2 separate regions of the Capsicum annuum genome follow, and region 2 is linked to region 1. A link is a contact called in public Hi-C data. All regions are on one chromosome and are shown on one strand. The core of a region is the stretch at or near the end of the contact, and the rest is flanking DNA. Distances in the headings are between cores, read along the strand shown. Region 1 holds the start of LOC107847871. Region 2 holds the start of LOC107848224.

What was found. A called contact is a pair of places that touch in the nucleus more often than the background predicts.
Region 2: a contact with region 1 is called in a Hi-C map of pericarp, with 2.2 times the contacts expected there. The contact joins the promoter of LOC107848224 here to the promoter of LOC107847871 in region 1. A contact is called at or near these places in 4 of 5 Hi-C or Micro-C datasets (bud, leaf, pericarp and 1 more).

The regions. Positions count from the first base shown.
Region 1 is chr11:13,535,536-13,541,019 of UCD10Xv1.1, forward strand. LOC107847871 reads right to left here and starts at 3,017. Exons shown (of 3, transcript XM_016692436.2): 1 at 2,083-3,017; 2 at 1,451-1,824; 3 at 1-820. The coding sequence starts at 2,413. The coding sequence ends at 266. It also overlaps the pseudogene LOC107846716.
Region 2 is chr11:13,731,628-13,737,111 of UCD10Xv1.1, forward strand. LOC107848224 reads right to left here and starts at 2,941. Exons shown (of 2, transcript XM_016692931.2): 1 at 2,766-2,941.

The sequences.
Region 1 (5,484 bases), core at 1,767-4,266:
GAATGACCTCTCCTCAATGTCTATTGATCTATACAAAGTTCTTCGTCTTTACATGTACACTGCACATTTTGTCTCTATACCAAAAAAGAGTAGTAAGATGATACAGCTGTAACATATAATTGAAGACAACATAATATAGATGAGAACAGTTTCCCATCATATTTGGTCTATCAATGAAATAAAACGTTGGAGCAGTGGAAATGTTGTTCCCATGTGACTTGTCGCTTACGGGTTTGAGCCATGGATTCTGTCTTTAATAATTGCATCAAGGTAGACTGTATAGCTTATGGGTTTGAGCCATGGATTCTGTCTTTAATAATTGCATCAAGGTAGGCTGCATACATTCGTGCACCAGGCTGCCCCTTTTTTCATTTGAGCTATCAATCAACCCTCTATCATAAGGAGGAACGCTTGTATCAATGTCGATAGCATTTTCACTTCCATGCATGGTCCTCATGGTCTCTTCATTAGCCTCATGATACCAATATGGACTTTGTAAATATGCAGAGGACTCTATTTCGCTCGACGCAAAGTTCTTTTGAGAGAGTTTATGTTGTGTTTCCAGTGAACAAGCTCTATTTTGGCTATGAAGAAGGGCTGTTTCGAGCTCCTTAATTCGCGCTTCTAGCCTGGATTCTATTAACTCGTGCAGGCGCGAACTTAGCTCCCTGGGGGAAACAGGATACTTGTCAAGTTCAGAATGAACACCCCTAGTTCCACTAGTATCCGTATCTGATTCTGATGAACCCAGGCACTGCACATTGAAGCAATCTAGTTTTAAGTCTCCTTGAGCCACATCTACTTCATCTTCTGGATCTAGCTACACAATTGAAACTCATGAATCAGAGATCTACCTAGCTATTTCACAGAAGTAAACTAAAGAGATTTTAAGTGTTGGTAACAAGTGAACAGCAGAAGTCTCCAAATTTCGTTAACATGGACACCACATAAAGTATAAAGTCTATCTGACTTTGGTCACAGGTTTGAGCCCCGTGCCATGCGTGCAGATGCAAGGGTCCATTATCCACGAGTTTCGAAGGCTGCATTTGGTTCTAAGAGCTTGCGCTAGATGAATTTTTCAGTCATACAAAAAGAGTTATGACGACAAACTATATGAATCTACAAGTTTGAATAGGATTCAACCAACCAGTCAACTACGCTTTAATAGATGAACTATATGAATCCTTTATATATTTGTCACGCTTGAAGGATCACAGACTAGGACCTACTATGCACAAAGGTGGAGCACATTTAGCAGCTAAGTGCACGGATTACAATAATGACAATTGACAGTTACGCCTCAATCTCAAGCAAGTTGGATTTGGAATCGGCTATATAAATTCTTACTGTTCATGTCGAGTTTCATTTGAGCTCGTCTCAGTCAAAGTCTAATAAAATGATATTTTCCAAAAATAGGAATAAGTAGAAGTGCAGCTAAATGCAAGCTTACCTCAACAAAATCAGATATTCTTTCAAAAGTTGAAACCTTCATGTTCATTTCCAACCTTTCCAATTCAGCTTCAAGTTCAGCCTCAATTTCGCTCATCGACTCGTGATTCTCTGCTGCCATATGATTTGTGCTCTCACTGGTTTGTCTTGTTGGCTCATCAACAGATAACATAGAAGGGCTACATAGATTTGGATTTTCATAATCATCATTAGCAATCTCTCTCACATTGAGCTCCTCTTCTAACTCTTGTACTAAATTCTTGGTCCATTTTAACTTCTCATTCACCTTTTCTATCTCTCTTCTGTTTGCAATAACAGCAGACATCATGCCACTAACAATCCCTATGTATAATAGAGCCATTCCATTTTCTAGCCCTGCTTGCATCAAGCCAAAGTAGAAACAGAAGCAAAACATCAGTAAATCATAGTCAAAAATCTTGAAGGTAACTAAATTGCTTTATGTTTTGGCCTATGTTGCTCGAACTCTCCAAATGATAACTACAGGTAACCTATCCACCAAAAAACGCGGAAACAATAACCTAGATACGACAACATGACACAAACACAGATAATATAAAATTTTTCTACTCTGTCAGCAATCAGTATATATACGTTAAACCCATATAATGTAACCTGTTGAACTGAATGGTACACCAGAATCTTTGTTCTTGGTACTTGTATGAATATCTTTTTCATCGCTAGAGCAATCTGACGAATCAAGATTAAGCTGTCTGAATCTGAAAACCCCTTCATCGGAAACATCTTTTTTAGCTCTTCTTCGAGCTAACATATGAAATGGACAAAATTTTTCGCGTAGTTGGTGCAACAAATTCTTGTTATGATCTGAATATTGTTCATCTGTTGAAATTTTAGAAAATTGATTTTCCTTTTCCTCTGATGAACTTTGCAAATATTGTGCTACATAACCTGCACCTGCAGCTGCTACAACAACCCAAAACTCCATATTCTATATGAGTTCGGCCGAACCAGTAACTTTAGTTCAAGACCTGTATTTGTGTTGACTAAAACTATAAAATATAGGTATGAAAATTACACTAAGAACTCGGTTAATAACAGCTAATATCGCTATCCTGGCACGCAAAAACTCATACACAAATATGACAAATTCCAAATAATGCTATTCATGGAATACTAGCTATAAACTCTTAACACCAAAAACAAAAAACCTTCTCGAGATTTCTTTCCATCAGCCTAAGCCTCGGTAGATAGATTTAGCCGATACACGTACGAGGTAGCAAGGTACACCTTAAAATAGTTGAAGAGTGTACAAGCTGATCCGATCATCACCATTATGTTCAACATTGGATTGTGGATGATCTTAAAACAAATTGGAAGAGGAAAAAAAGTATTAATAATTAAGTAGTTCTTTAATGATAAGGAACAGGTGGAAACTATGATGGTAACATTGTCCCTTGTGAAAATCCACAAAGACTATTAGGATAATGTCATAGAGTTAGATATACTAGATTAATAAACTTTATGACTTGTAAAAGATTTTTTTTTTTTTTTTTCACAAATGTGATCCTTCTATCGATCTTTGCAAGCAAATAACAATTACTAGGATATACATCGATAATATATAAATATTTTTCACACAATTATTATATTTTAATTACATGTAATACAAATTAGTTATTATTTTTATCAGATTACAAGTTTAATGTTTATAGTAGATGCTTACTTACAATTGTCTTATAACTATTTTATAAATATCCATTGCTTAAAAAAAAAAAATTGATTTAAGGGGTGTAATGTAGACAGTCTAACCTGATTTAGTATTAATGACCGATTCCACAATTCGAATTTATAACTTATAGATCACACAGAGACAACTTTATCATGGCTACAAGCCTCCCCTACTTCAAACAGAACTATGTATTCTTATAAATTATATATATTATTAGCTATATTTCTTAATATTAGAGAGAGAAAAATATAGGTGGAATAATGTATGGTCATCACAGATATAGTCATCATGACCACGTATATAATTTGTTTTCGAAAGTGAAAGCTGGACCAGAAGAAATAAATAGAATAGCCACTATTAGGAAATGTCGTTGTTATGTGATCAAAAAGTCACAAATTTTAGTCGTGAAAATAACAATTTGCGAAAATATAAGGTTAGACTACAAACAATAAATCCTTTGAGGTTTGATTCATTTCTGAATTTCATAAATAAAAGAAACTTTAGTGCATCAAATTAATTTTTTTATTTGTACGTAACAAAGAGTAAATTAAGTGGACTTTAATTTTCCAACCCAATGGCTACTATAATGAAGTCCAAATATTTTTATAACCCAAAAATATAAAAAAGTGAGGCCATAAATGAATTACGTGCTATTTGAAAAATAAGACCACAATAATATATAGTGCATGTTAACAAACCCCATGGCCCATCAAATGTGGGATGACTCTATTTAATTCTTGCGATAGCTGAAGAAACATCTATAAATAAAATATCGTATTTATATAATTGCTAACCACTTAAATTTTACGATCCATTTTAAATTTAAAAAGCTAGATAATAATATCTCGATTTCAAACCTGTTTAACCAAAGGCCACAAGAATATAAGATCACAATGATAGTGGACCTTAACTCCATGGCCCTATCAAATATGTAAAAAATTGAAACTATAAAATCACATCCAATAAACCATTGGAGGAACTTTAAAATGAGTTTGAACTAAAGTCTTTCTATATTAGTAAAATCCACCTTGATAGATATAAATATCAATAAAATTGGAATATTAGTTTTTAAAACCATCCAAAAATCAAATATTGTATCTTCAACACGAAGATATACAACCACAACAAAATTATATAATTTAAGCCTACAACAACACTAACTTTAGTTGCCACCACATCTTTTATCCCTCCTCATGTAGTTCTACTGCTGAATAACCTTCTCCTCGGTGTCCAATGAAAAGTTTGCTCTCTTGCTGCGACCTGAAAATCAAATACAATGCGATCATGATATATAGGTCATAGGTTCGAATTGTGGAATCATCAATTGATACTTGTGTCACACCCCATTGAGGTGTGGCCCTTTCTGGAACAGTGCGTGAATGTAAAAAGTTTAGTGCACCAAGCTATACTTTTATTAAGACAGAATAAAATGACAAGCATATACATATATATAGTGTACCTTTGTTAGGTCTCTTGAATCTTATGTAAGACTCTTTCCCCTTCACAATAATGTGATGAACCTAGAATTAAACATTGAATAAAGAAGACAAACACTAAAAGATGATCAATGAACATTAAAACTAATAAATATTTTGAACAAGAGGATGTGTAGATTAAAATTCATTACTTGGACAACATTTTGAGCAGAAATTGCATCTTGAAAATGTACAAAACCACAACAATATCCATCCTACATTCAAAAGAAATTAATTATTATAAGGTTTAAGCAAATGATAAACCAACAATAATAACCCAAAAAAAAAAACAATATGAAACATTTATACCTCATAAGTTTTAAGTTGAATGTCCTGAATCTGAACTGATCCAAACTCTTTGACAACATCATGGAGATCACTTCGTGTTGTGTTTAATGGAAATCCTCCAATAAATATCGATTTATCTATAACATATATGTAAACGTATAATTCAACAATTCGCTTAAAATGCTAAAAGTTCCATCAATTATTTGATTAAAGCAATGTAAATTTACGTTGGACATCATCATAATTGTCTTGTGCAACATAGGTTGGAGGAGCTGAAACTTTCTCCACACCACCTGAACTAGGCATCAGTGCCTGAACAAAGTTGTTGGCTTGAGTTCTTTTAGGTGTTGTTGGGAGACCAGAATTTGCAGCAACACTGACAATCTTGTGTGGTGCATTTGTTGGGGATGACGGCCTACCTTGCTTTATCTATGGAAAATATTTCGAATTAGGTAAAGCTTTAGATGTAAAACAATATGAAAAATATGACTAACGACTAGCATATGAACCGAACGACTCATAAAATTATGACTAACGACTAGCATATGAACCAAACGACTCAGA
Region 2 (5,484 bases), core at 1,691-4,190, 200 kb after region 1:
TGTTTCTGTCTTTGGTGAGGACAAATGGGTAATGACACAGGTAGTAACAGGCAGAAGAAGCGTCAGAAGGTTATCCAGCCAGCATATGGTGGACTATGGGGAAATAAAGCAATGCTAGGTTCTTTGAAAACATTACGTGCTCTATACAGAATATCAAGACAAAGTGTCTTTTGTCTCTTTCTTTCTGGTGCAAAGAAAAGCTAAGACATAGATTTTTTGGTGTAAAGAAATATGTAGACGATGCAAAAGAATATTTTGAATCGTTGTAAGATGAGCTTCTTAGTGCCGATTAATAAATATCAAGACAAGAAGTCGTTATTTCTTGTCTTTTTCCAAGCAATATAGTACAATTTTCCAGACAGATTATATTAGACATTTGATTAACATGGGAGGTCACAGTTGCAGGAAGAATAAAGATAAAGAGACAACAATAAGGAACAGTATTCAAAAATGCGACCGCATCATCGCATGCGATGCGGACTCCCAGCGAGTCGCATCTTTGATGCGGTGCAATATGAGAATTGCGGGTGCATCAAGCCCTGTTGCGTGATGCGATGCGGATGGCAATGCGGATGGCGATGCGAGCGCATTATGGATTTTTTATTTTTTTGCAATTTTTAAATTTAAAAAAGGGCTGGAAGTGAATTTTTTTTATGGGTAATTTTTAAATTTTAAAAAAGGAGTCAGAAGTTTAAGAGAAGATCGAAATAGAAAAATTGATACTCAAGGAATAGAAGAATTGGACAATCTTAATGAACTAGAAGAGCTTTAGATTGAACCATTATTAATTTAGATTTGATTTTTCTTCTTTTTTTTGGGTTTGTTTTTCTTTGAACTGATTTGTTGGTGTTTCATTAGAACTTTTGCTTAAATATATTGTCTTTATTGTTGATTATATAGTTGTTGTGGTCTTTTCAGTTATAACTTACTATTTGAATGCTCTATAGGTATTTTTTTAAAATTAAATTGTGCATCACTTCAATGATGCGGTTGCAGCGCATCACGCATCGCATAATGCGTGATGTAGAGCCTTGTTGCTTTTTTCTGCATCACGCTTCACTGAACACTGATAAGGAATGTATAGTGCAACTATTGCATAGATGTATCTCAAGCAAATGGCAAACAAAAAGCAAATTTAAGGTTCCTTTTCCTTTTCTAGGCGGATGTTTTTCGGTGGTGGCAGGAACTGTGGAAAAGCTAGGGAGGTCAATTTTTTGTTTGGAGCAAGGCACGGGGAACCAAAAGGAAAAAAAAATGATGCAAAGGAAACATATACATTCATTGGTGCTTTTTATGTAGAGAAACATCTCATTATCCACTCAAAGTTAAACTCAAATAGTAAGAGTGACTCGAAAGAGATCCTTAAAAATTGTGGTGTCTTATGCTAAATCTATTTCAACTATGATGGGTCAATCCTAAAAATTTGGAAAGGTCCAGAAGATTTGGAGACAAGCGGTAGGAGATGTAGAAGCAACAGAGCTTGCAACAAGCAGTGACCACATGGAAAGAGAAATTTCTGAACACATACAGAATCCCTCAATAAATTGCAAATCATTTTGCTGCTTTAGTCTACTTTTGGAGTACATATGACACCCCACTTGTAAGGATCAAGAAGATGAAATTCTACTTAGGTTTTGATGTATTTGCCTCTTGCTAAAGGAAGCCCGTCTGTAGTCAATTTTTTTTCTGAAGGAATCCCGTTTGTAGTCAATAATGAACCATTTACTTGTCACGAAATGAATGGGAACACAAAAAGGAAATATCACAATACAAGGTCAGCTGATCATCAAGTGGTTAATGTATGTTCATTTGATCCAAAAACTTGTAGGAAGCCACTCTGCCAGCCATGGCAGCAAACTAATCCTATTACATTTACCCAAAAAGGAAAAAAGAATCCCTAAAACAATTTGGACATCTTAAGAAGAAAGGTTGCACAAATAAGATGCAACGGAATTATGGTAATATTACATTCAAAGACAAAGGGTACTTTATATTCATCAAGCAACAAACAAACAACAATAACAACAATATACCCAGTGTAATGCCACCTAGTGGGGTCTGGGGAGGGTAAGATGTACGCAGTCCATACCACCACCTCCGAAGAAGCAGAGAGGTTGTTTCCGATAGACCCTCGGCTCAAGACAAAAGGATAGTAGATACACTCGTAATAAACATGAGACAAGATGAAATAAACGAAAATACGGCACCTACAAAGCAGTACTATAAACTAAAAACCGCAAGCCCCCCCCCCCCCCCCCCTCCCAAAAGAAAAACCCTCCTAACTAGAGACTCCACCCTATGTGCAAAGTTATACAACTACTAGCAAGATTACCCCAAGGCACAAGTACCTGCAGGCTACGACTCACCCACACGCACTAACCTTCTACCCTAATTCGGCTGTCAAAAATGGCACATAATTTGTGAGAAGCTATATAACAAGCAAGGAAAAAGAACTATAAATAGAAAAAACAATTAGACGGGTAGAGGAATCGCACAAAATGTAATGAAGTGAATACGTAACAACCAGAAACCAAAATGCAAACATTTTGCACAGCTAAAGAACCAATCTGACTTAAAATAGAACTACAGGAGTCTATGACATCCAACTAATAAAAGAAATTTGGATCACTAACCATCATTACTATAACAATCACGAATCATCGCATTATATATCGGGAACCACCTTCATTATTCACCAACACAATTAGCTATCAATCGCCCCCAATCCCAAAAAAGAACACAGAGAGCGAAAAGAGAAAGTGTACCACTGTGCCGCTGCTTTTCCGTCGCTGTGCCGCTACTTTAGTCGGTGAGGTCGCCGAGAATTCCGTTGGTGAGGTCGTCGAGAGCCGTGTGAGAGTTGTTTGTAATTGGAAGGGAAAATCGTTGGTGCTAGGGTGATTGGAAGGGAAAAGGGGCAAGTAAGACGGCTAGCCGGGTCGGGTCAAATTATTGGGCTGAATTGGGTATTATAAATTTTTGGGGAAAATCGATCACAAGTGGTCCGTTTAAAATTTTAAAAAACAAAATTATTCGAAAAATGATCATTTGTGATTGATTTTCATTAAAAATTGAAAACGTATTTCACATACACTCAGATGAATTATAGATTAGTTTATCTTATATTATTATACCTTCAACGGTATATTATTACCTCGATCGATCAATCGTATGATATCATCGTATTTAATATATAACTGAATACATTATTTAGTTACCTTTAATTTTTACTACGTACTACGTACATCACACTACACATGATATACATATATATAAATGTAGGTTTTGGACTATGTCCTACGTACATCACTACATAATATATACTATATATACCTATACACACACACTCTATCAATTATATGGTTCTAAATACGTACTATATACATCACATAGACGAGTATATAATTGACAGTATATTATAACTTCAAAGTATAGTATATTATACATTGATCGTTTCAAATCAAGGTATTCAATATACGTTCAGTTAGCTTTGACTTTTTGCAATACATGAGAAATACATGCATATATATATATATATATATATATATAGTGCACATACACACACATACACTACTATCAACTATCAGGTTCTAAATACGTACTATATATATCACATATACATGAGTATGTAATTACCCCATATACAACGTGTATACACACACATATATATATATATATTCTGATGAAGTAACGGATTATGTATATATTTTACTTCGATTGTATAGTATTAATACTGCGATCGTATGATATTAACATACTATTCAATATGTTTAGATACATTCAGTTACTTTTTCATTACTCCCTACATCGATCACTGCATCATATATATGTGTGTGTGTTACATACACATATATATATTAACTTTTGAATACGTACTATATACATCATATGCATGAGTATATAAACTTATAATACAATGTATTCATTATACTCTATGATGAATTATCTGTTAAGTTTCTTACAGTTTTTGTAACCTCAAAAGCAAATTATTATCTTGATCGTATGATATCAACATATTCAATATACTGTATACATTTAGGTAGCTTCTGAATATTACGTACATACGTATACGACACAAGATACACTCGTGTATATATATATGTGTGTATGTATATATATATATTTAGAGAGAGGGAGAGAAAGAGAGAGAGTTTTAAATATAGTTTTTTATTTACTAATTTTAAATATTAATGAATACCTCGATCGTATGATATGTATTACTTAACATATTATTTAATACGTTTAGATAGATTCACCTAGTTTTTGAATACTATACACTATTCATCGATCGATACATGATATATATATATATATATATATATAACAAAAAAATTGAAATATATATAGCTATAAATATTTTGATCAGTTAAAAAATTTGTAGCAAAAATATTTTTAAAAGGGACGAATTGCCCAAGTTGAATACTGTATCAGTATTGTTTATAGATTGTATCAGTATTGTATATAGACTGTATTAGTATAGTATATGGACTGTATATGGACTGCGTAGGCCAAAATGACCAAATTAGGAAAAGGCTATAAAGCGAAAATAATATATCCGACTGACCACTTTTTGAAAAGTTTTCAAACTTGGGCTATTTGTTTTAAAAAGTGCTACAGAGTGTCCTTTTTTCCTTATTTTTACGTATAATTTTTTTACTAAATTTAAGTTTAATTGATTTTTTTAATTATTATATAGGTTACCGACTACTTGTTGTCAGTGTAATTAAAAAAAAATACATATTAAAAATATATTTAATTTTCAATATAATAATTGAAATACATTTTTTAATCAAAAAGCGACCACAAGTGGTTGTTTTTGCATAGTGTTTCATTTTATATTTTTAATGAAAGCAACCATAAAAAGTCACTTTTTTAAAATTATTTTTAATTTTTAAAATAAAAACGATCACAAGTGGGCGGTTTTTATAAATAATTTTATTTTTCAGTTTTAAAATCAAAAAGCGACCATAAGTGGTCACTTTTTAAAAATATTTTTAATTTAATTTTTTAAATAAAAGCGACCACAAGTGGTCACTTTTTAAAAATTATTTTTAATTTAATTTTTTAATATAAAAGCGACCACAAGTGATCGGTTTTTTCAAATAATTTTCTTTTCCCATTTCAAAATAAAAAAGAGACCACAAGTGGTCACTTTTAAAAATTATTTTTAATTTAATTTTTAAATAAAAGCGACCACAAGTGGTCGCTATTTAAAAAATATTTTTAATTTTTTTTTAAAAGTGGTTGCATTTCCAAAATATTTTTCTTTTAAGTTTTTGTAATACAAAACCGACCACTTGTGGTCATTTTTTAAAACTTTTTTAATCAAAAATCAATCAAAAGTGGTCAGTTTTTATATAATATTTTAGACCACTTGTGGTCACTTTAAGTTTTCAAAAAATATAATAATTAATATAAAAATTTATAAAAAAATTTGAAATGATTATTTTATAATATTAAAATAGAAAAGCGACCACATGTGGT